Linked DNA regions of Mus musculus: region 2 is linked to region 1. Evidence: chromatin contacts called from public Hi-C data. All regions are on one chromosome and are shown on one strand. Each heading gives the region's core, a stretch centred on a gene start, on an enhancer-like site or on the middle of the called end of the contact. The rest is flanking DNA. Distances are from core to core; before and after follow the strand shown. Region 1 overlaps Nalcn (sodium leak channel, non-selective). Region 2 overlaps Nalcn (sodium leak channel, non-selective).

Region 1 (3,731 bases), core at 623-3,122:
TTCTAAATAGTTGAGGAATAAAATGAAAGCAGAATTTTAAATATTAACTTAGAGAAATAGGATTTTAATTCCTTAGAGGTATGGTTTTCAACCTTCCTAATGATGCAAACTATAATGCAATTCCTCATGTTGTGGTGACCCCCCCAGCCATAAAATTATTTTTGTTGCTATTTTATACCTGTAGTTTTGCTACTGTTATGAATTATAATGTAAATATTTTTGGAGATAAAGGGTTGCCAAAGGGGTCGCGACCCACAGGATGAGAACCTTTGCCTTAGAGACATGTCAACCTTATGATTTTACTTCTTGGTAATAACATTCATCATATTTAAAATAGTGATAACTCTAGCTTTCATAATCCAACTTATAATGACATACAATTGCATAAAAGGACATGAAAACATTGTCCACAGAAATTAAAAACAAACCCAGAGTGTAACTTAGCTTTAATGAACCAGAACCTGTTAAAATTGTGAGGTGCTTTGATGGCTCTGGCTTGTCCTTGTAACATCTTTGGTCTTAAACACCTCATCACTTATATCCTATCATGATCTTTAGAAACCATTACTGAAGTAGTTTGTACAAAAATTTTCAACATGTTTTAAAATATCTGTAAATAAGCATGCATATCAAATGTAATAGTTGATCTTGATTGTCAGTATTATTAGATTAAGATCCAACTAAGTTATTTTTAAGACACATCTCTGGATATGTCTGAGTTTCTGGGCTAATAGTACCAATTCTTTTTTAGACTAGCTAAAAAGGCTCAGCCCTATAGGTGGTAACATCACATAGTGTAGAGACTGTTAAGGATTAACACCACAATGGAGTAAATCCTCACAAACTGTGAGTTGTAATAAATCTATTTAATTTTTTGTTCAAGGACATTTCTTGTCATAATAAGAGAACATTGACTAGTATACTATATATGCCTGTCACAGTTGTTCTTGGACAGCAGTGTCTGGATTTGAACATCTGCTTGAACATTTTGTGCCTACATTGTGAGAAATAATTATAGATACTATGCCTGATAGTTAAAACAATGAAGGTCTTGATTGCAAACCTATTGATCAAGTTAAGACAAGTATAAGCCAGGCACATGATCCCAGCATTCTAGAAGTGGGAGGATGTTCACAAATTCAAAGGCAGGGTGGAAATGTATCAGGAATTACAGGATGAAAAGCTGGCAGCTAGACCATGAGGTGTAATATTGATTCAGACAGCTTCATTTCTCACACCAGTTTTATCAAGTGTCGCATTAATATTTTAAGGGTGCATCTTCATGACTTATTCAGTCATACATGCCATTAATTTACTTGACATACTGCAAGCTGTGCATCTGTTCTGGCATAAGAGCAATAAGGTTCATCATTATTTCCTGTTGAATCAAGTCTAGAGAGGTAGACTTTATAAAAATGCAAAATTCAGAGATTAAAGGTTGTGGGGTCCACCTATTTACTTTTATGTTCATTTCTTTCTTAAGCAGGCTTGTTCCATGTGGTTGACAAAGATAGCTTCCCAGAAGTCTGGGCCTTAAATGGTTCTTGTAGTGATGCCTGTTAGAGATAAACAAGGAACAGCAACCAAAACTCTAATTGAGTTATCTAGCAAATCTCCTGAGGATAACTCTGGATACTGGATCCTAGCCAGCCTGAGTCATAGACCTTGGGTGACTCTGCTTATGCCTCACGGTCAAAGCATACAGCAGAAATGATTTCAGAAAGGGAAGTCAAGAGTAAGGATAAGATAGAGACTGGAAAGGCAAAAGCTAAGAGCTATTTTATATCTGTGAAACATTAAAATCTCATGTTTAAAGTGTATTCCTTTTCTTTACTATATTGCAAATAAGATATCCATCTTTTCCAGTTTACCTTGTCTCCTATGGATGCTTGTGCATGCTGTTTCATTTAAGCCACTAACACAGCTTATTAATTTAGTATTTCTAAATTTGGACTGCCTCTTGTGATTGATGGCTTGTCATATATTAGTTTGCAACATTTTTATTTATTTATTAGAGGTTCCTGAAAAATGATGACACCTTATACCTGATGAAAAACAGCATACTTCTATGATGCTCATTTCAGCTTTTTATCACATGCCAATTTATATTTTTTAAAAGGGGGTGTTTTTTGTTGTTTAATGGGTATGAGTCTTTTGCCCGTGTGTATGTATGTGTGGTACATGAATGACAGATGCCTATGGAGGCCAGAAGAGTGTGTGTCAGATGCTCAAGACCAAGAGTTACAGGTGTCTGTGAGCCACCTGATGTGGGTTGCTGGGAACTAAAATTTCTTCTTTACAAGGACAGCCAGTACTCTTAACTATGGAGTCTCATTTCAAACCCTCAATTTATACCTCTTAATCATATTATATTATTACCTTAAAAGGTGCATGTGATTTATCAATGTATGCTCATTTGTAATAAAATAAAGTACTATAAAATAATATTTCCATGTTTGGCACATAATTATCATTTTAAATTTAAAAACAAATTTATTAATTATTTTCTTTGGGTTGGGTTTTGTAAATACTTCCAAATAAATATATATTATAATGTATAGCATCTATAGAGTAAAGATGACAAGTTCAGCAGTACAGAAAAGCTCTAAAACCCAAGGGTTATCTAAGACTGTGCTTGTTTCTCTCCTGGAGTTGGTTAATACTCAGAAAAAGTAGGTGCTCTGTTTCATGAGATATTCATAGAACCCAGACAGTTAGGGTGGATATGACTATCTATAGTCTTTACAAGGTTTTCAGTTTGGGTTCATAGGTACCATCCCATCTGTTTCCATTTTTAGGCCAGAGAAATGGAAAATAAATATATCTAGGGCAAGCTTGAATTACTATGCCTATAGTTGCACATTCTCTTGTTTTCACATTTGGGAAGCCTGAACCTAGTCCATTGGGCACAAGCAGGTGAAAAGGCTAAAACATAGAGCCTGTTGCCCTGGGGAGTCATTTGGCCAAAAAACCCAGGAAGATCTATTATTTAAAAGAAGAAGGACATAATAGATGTTGGAATATGAATCTGCACCAGGCCTTAATAGAAGTCTGATCTTCCCCATTTATTAGTGTGGATTACCTAAGAAGACTTATTTCAAGAGACATTAAGCAGACCTAATGTAGAATTAAATATTTTCTTAGGTGTTAAGCATTGAGAAAATGTTTCATTTCAGCAGTATGTACTAGTTAGTACTATTTTGAATTATCATATTGTATGTTGAAACAGTTGCCAATATTTGTCCTCATTCATTGATTTGAGAATTCTTGTTTTCTCACTAGATAGTAGGCCACGTGGTGGATTGTCTTAGTTACTGTGTTGCTATTTTTAGTCTCTAGATGAAATGGAAAAGTGTAACTGTTTTACATGGTAACATGAAAATAATACTTTAGTAGTAGAATTTTGTAAATTCTGTTTCTAGCATCTATGTCTTTTTCTCCATGACTAGGTTCTGCGGGTAGTCCGGCTTATTAAGATTTCCCCAGCATTGGAAGACTTTGTGTACAAGATATTTGGTCCTGGGAAAAAACTTGGAAGCTTGGTGGTGTTCACTGCCAGCCTCCTGATAGTTATGTCAGCCATCAGTTTGCAGATGTTCTGTTTTGTCGAAGAACTGGACAGATTCACCACTTTTCCAAGGGTAAGAACTTTATATATAGCCCACTTAATCTATTTCTTTTATTTTAGCAGTGGTGATTAACATAAAATGAATTCCATTTTAGTCATGGTT
Region 2 (3,731 bases), core at 856-3,355, 160 kb before region 1:
AGTGCACATTTAAAAGAAGAAAATCTACTCAAAATCATTTGCTCACAGTTCAGATATCTAAAGGCTTTATAGTGTTTTTATTTCCCCTTGTGGATGGCAGTATGTTCCACTTGCTTTTTTTCTCTTTCCCGCATAAAGAGTGCCTGTATGTGCCTGTGTGTATCTGTGGGAAACATATTTATTTTATCATTCATCAGTGGTGCTAAGATAATTTTAGATTTATATGCCTGGGTGGAAAACAAGTCACATGTAGATCTCTGTAAGGAACAGTTCAATCTCACCCATGATAGTTTAATGTAAGCCAGGTATTGAACCAGGATCTGGGTGTTCTGTAAAGGAAAGAAATGGGCCTAGCCCCTAAGAATCTATCATGAACGGACCCATGTATTTTCATGTGTGCTTTGTCAAGCAGTGAGGAGTACTCCATTCTCATTTGGGTCTGGAAACAATGCTCTTCTGCTTCCAAAGTCTGTAAATTATCCCTCCTCCCAATGGTATCTGCTTTAGAACTTGAATACCTATCCAGTCATATGAGTCTCATCCATGTCAAGGACTTTCCCAAGAAGTTTTGTGCCTTCAAACTTTTCCTGTACAGACAATGTAATATTTTGAATATTTTTTTCTTCTAAATATTTCTTATATATTTTTGACATTATAATTACATCATTTCTCTCTTCCCTTTCCTCCTCCCAATTCCTCCCATATACTCCTCCTTGCTATCTTTCAAATTCATGGCCTGTCATTTCATTATTGTACATGTTTACATATGCATATTCATATGTATAACTAATTATAACCTACTCAGTCTATATAATGTTACTTGTGTGTATGTGTGTAGTCTGACCATTTGGTATTGGATTGCCACTTGGTGTGCTCTTTCCTGTGCAAGACCATTTAACCTCCTTTCAGCATTCCTGAGTGGTTCTTGGTGTACTGTCTACAATAGCATATCCATTGCTGTTGTCCTTGTTCAACATATGTTTAGGCAGTCATGTTGGTGAAACTAAATAGGGTTTTTATTTTAAATAATAAAGGAAATAGAGGCAAAACACAGGAAAAAAGAGATATCCATATAGTTTTTTTTTAAACAACCTAATACAAATGAGTACAACATTTACATTTTTAGTAGCCTTAGTAGCCTTGTTAAATTCAGAACTTTGCATAGCTGTGGTCATAATGTTGATCAGTCTTTATGCCATTGATTTTACATACTATTTTTATAAACATTTGAAGTGCTTCTATATAGTTTGCTTACTTTAAAACTTTGTAAGACTTTATAGCACTATCCTTAACAAGCATAGCCTCACCTGATAGACTGTTACAGCTGTCATTGGCTACTTGTTGCTTCTTCTTTTTCATAGAACATAATGATACATTAATCGAATGCTATCTTAAGTGTTTCTTTTTTCTGAAAAATTATTTAGTATTCTTAGCAGCTGAGTTATCACTTCAACCCCATAAAATATAATTTTAAATATAGGTACTATATTCCATGCTTTACATATAAACCTGACATTTTAAAAACGTGTGAGTGACATTCCCTCTGGAAATAAATAATAACCTGACCTTATGACCTTTGAGCTATTTAGATTTGTAAGAAATTCTCCTGAAAACAAAGTAACAAAATTAAACCTTTATATTGAAACTGAGGTTGAAAACTATAAAAATCGAAAGCTGAAAAAAAGTAAATAAATGCAAGAATTTTTGGGCAAAATAGGGGTGTTGCTCAGCCTAGTGTTTTGCTTTTTCCTTTTTTTAACATAAACTTCAAATAAGTGAACAAAGGAATTTTATTTAAAACTGTGCACCCACAAGTTGAGGAAGAAAAGGAACATAGACTGGATCTTAGAAACAAAGCCTTTGGGTTGAGTCCATAGAGATGTTACAGTTTACAGCTCTCTCTAGGAGAGTCATACAAACATAAGAAAGAGAAATTCTAGAACAACCTCCTAATGTTAGGATGGTGATGATTAACCCTGGACACTGGATGTTAGTGAGTCAAATGCTTCACTTCTGAAGCATTTTCCCCAGCAGGTCCCAGGGCAAGAAGAGCTAGACCCAAAGGAATATGCTCATCTGTCAGGGACTGAACCAGTTAGTCCAGAGGAGGAGCAGGTGCAGAGCTCCAGGGACATAGCTAAAGAAGATTAGAAATACAAAAGACCAGAACCCTGTAGCCAAAGGAGTCATTTGTCGGGGGATCAAGAGGGAAAATTATATCCAATTATACAAAGGAAAGAGATGAAAGGAGCACTTTGTCTGCAGAGAGGATGGCATGTCTGGAAGATGGCCAACAAAGACATACACACATGCTCTTCATGACCAAGAAAACAGCACAAATGGAACACAGCCATGTTTCAGAGTGAAATAAGATCATTTTCCACTTTTAGATAAAAAGTATCCAAATACACGGATCAAAATAGGCAGTCATATGCCAGGAAAAATAAATAGAGCAGAGCCAACGTCTACATATAGCCTGGTGAAGACTGAATTTGAAAATGAGAAGGAAAATAACTCATCAGCATTCTGACCAAGTGTTTGATTTCTTTTTAAATTATATGTGTGCAAATTTCAGACTGACTTGATACTCTCAATCCCAAGTTGTCAATAAACAGTAAAATAATATTCTAAAAATGGGTAATTCTGAAAAAAATATTACAGAACAATTACTATATAGGCTCAAATAAAAGAAGATGCACGCAAGGCTTGAAAACAGTGAGATTGAAGTACATGAATATCAGAAAATCAGTTAAATAAAGAGAAAAAAGACTTTGAGGCACTTATATTTGCTATCTTCAATAAGGTTCTGAGTGCAGATTCCTTATAAACATAATCTGAGCATTGTAGAATGGATATTTTAAAGTATTGTTGATAGCTAAAAGTAATATGTGTGGGAGAAAATGTGGCTTGGAAATTTTGTGGCTTCTCTCAGCTCTGAGAGCTAAAAGGACATTAGGAATGAAAACTCCAGGTGAAGAAGCAAAGAAAATGGAAAAATGAGAACTACAAAGGAAGGGAAAATGTAAAAGTTGGAAATTAATTGGGTGAGTTAATTGTAAAGTACAAAAGCTGTGTATTAGGCAGATAATAAGGGTTACATAATTTTGAGTCCTTAGTGTATATTAATACTTCTGTGGCATATTTTTATTGTGAGTAGTGATGAGTTTCTTAGGAACATTTTCTTTTTTTTCTTACGTATTTTCTTCAATTACATTTCCAATGCTATCCCAAAAGTCCCCCCCCCCCCACTCCCCTACCCACCCATTCCCAGTTTTTGGCCCTGACATTCCCCTGTACTGGGGCATATAACGTTTGCCTGACCAATGGGCCTCTCTTTCCAGTGATGGCCGACTAGGTCATCTTTTGATACATATGCAGCTAGAGTCCATAATGTTGTTCCTCCAATAGGGTTGCAGATCTCTTTAGCTCCTTGGATACTTTCTCTAGCTCCTTTAGGGACATTTTCTAATATATTCTCTGACTATACTCACCTCACAGCTTTTTCTACCCCTCCTTTCCCACAAACTGGCCTCCTTCCTTCTCTTTGACTTTTGCTTTCATGCTATATACATGCATATGAATATATTATATAGACATATGTATATATACATATATATGATTTTATGTATCTACAAACAATCTGCAGTCTACAAGTGAGAGAAGTATTGATCTGTGAGACTGGCTTAGTTGGCTTAATATGATGATCTCCAGTTGTAATTTTTTTATTGGAT

The links. A called contact is a pair of places that touch in the nucleus more often than the background predicts.
Region 2: a Hi-C map of the N1E-115 cell line shows a contact between it and region 1, with 18 times the contacts expected there. The contact joins two enhancer-like sites. A contact is called at or near these places in 1 of 484 Hi-C or Micro-C datasets (the N1E-115 cell line), 1 of 115 datasets of contacts at active chromatin or transcription factors (embryonic stem cells) and 1 of 9 other capture datasets (adipose tissue).

Annotation. Positions count from the first base shown.
Region 1 is chr14:123,460,147-123,463,877 of GRCm38.p6, reverse strand. Nalcn (sodium leak channel, non-selective) reads left to right here. Exons shown (of 44, transcript NM_177393.4): 13 at 3,450-3,641. Among named protein-coding and RNA genes, the nearest start is that of Nalcn, 170 kb to the left of the region's middle. Within about 2 kb of position 1,872, at least 1 of the 459 cell types and tissues checked has an H3K27ac peak or open chromatin away from gene starts, as enhancers often do. A contact at or near this core is called in the N1E-115 cell line, where this site is marked.
Region 2 is chr14:123,621,630-123,625,360 of GRCm38.p6, reverse strand. The region is part of intron 1 of Nalcn (sodium leak channel, non-selective); the gene reads left to right. Among named protein-coding and RNA genes, the nearest start is that of Nalcn, 3.6 kb to the left of the region's middle. Within about 2 kb of position 2,105, at least 11 of the 459 cell types and tissues checked have an H3K27ac peak or open chromatin away from gene starts, as enhancers often do. A contact at or near this core is called in the N1E-115 cell line, where this site is marked.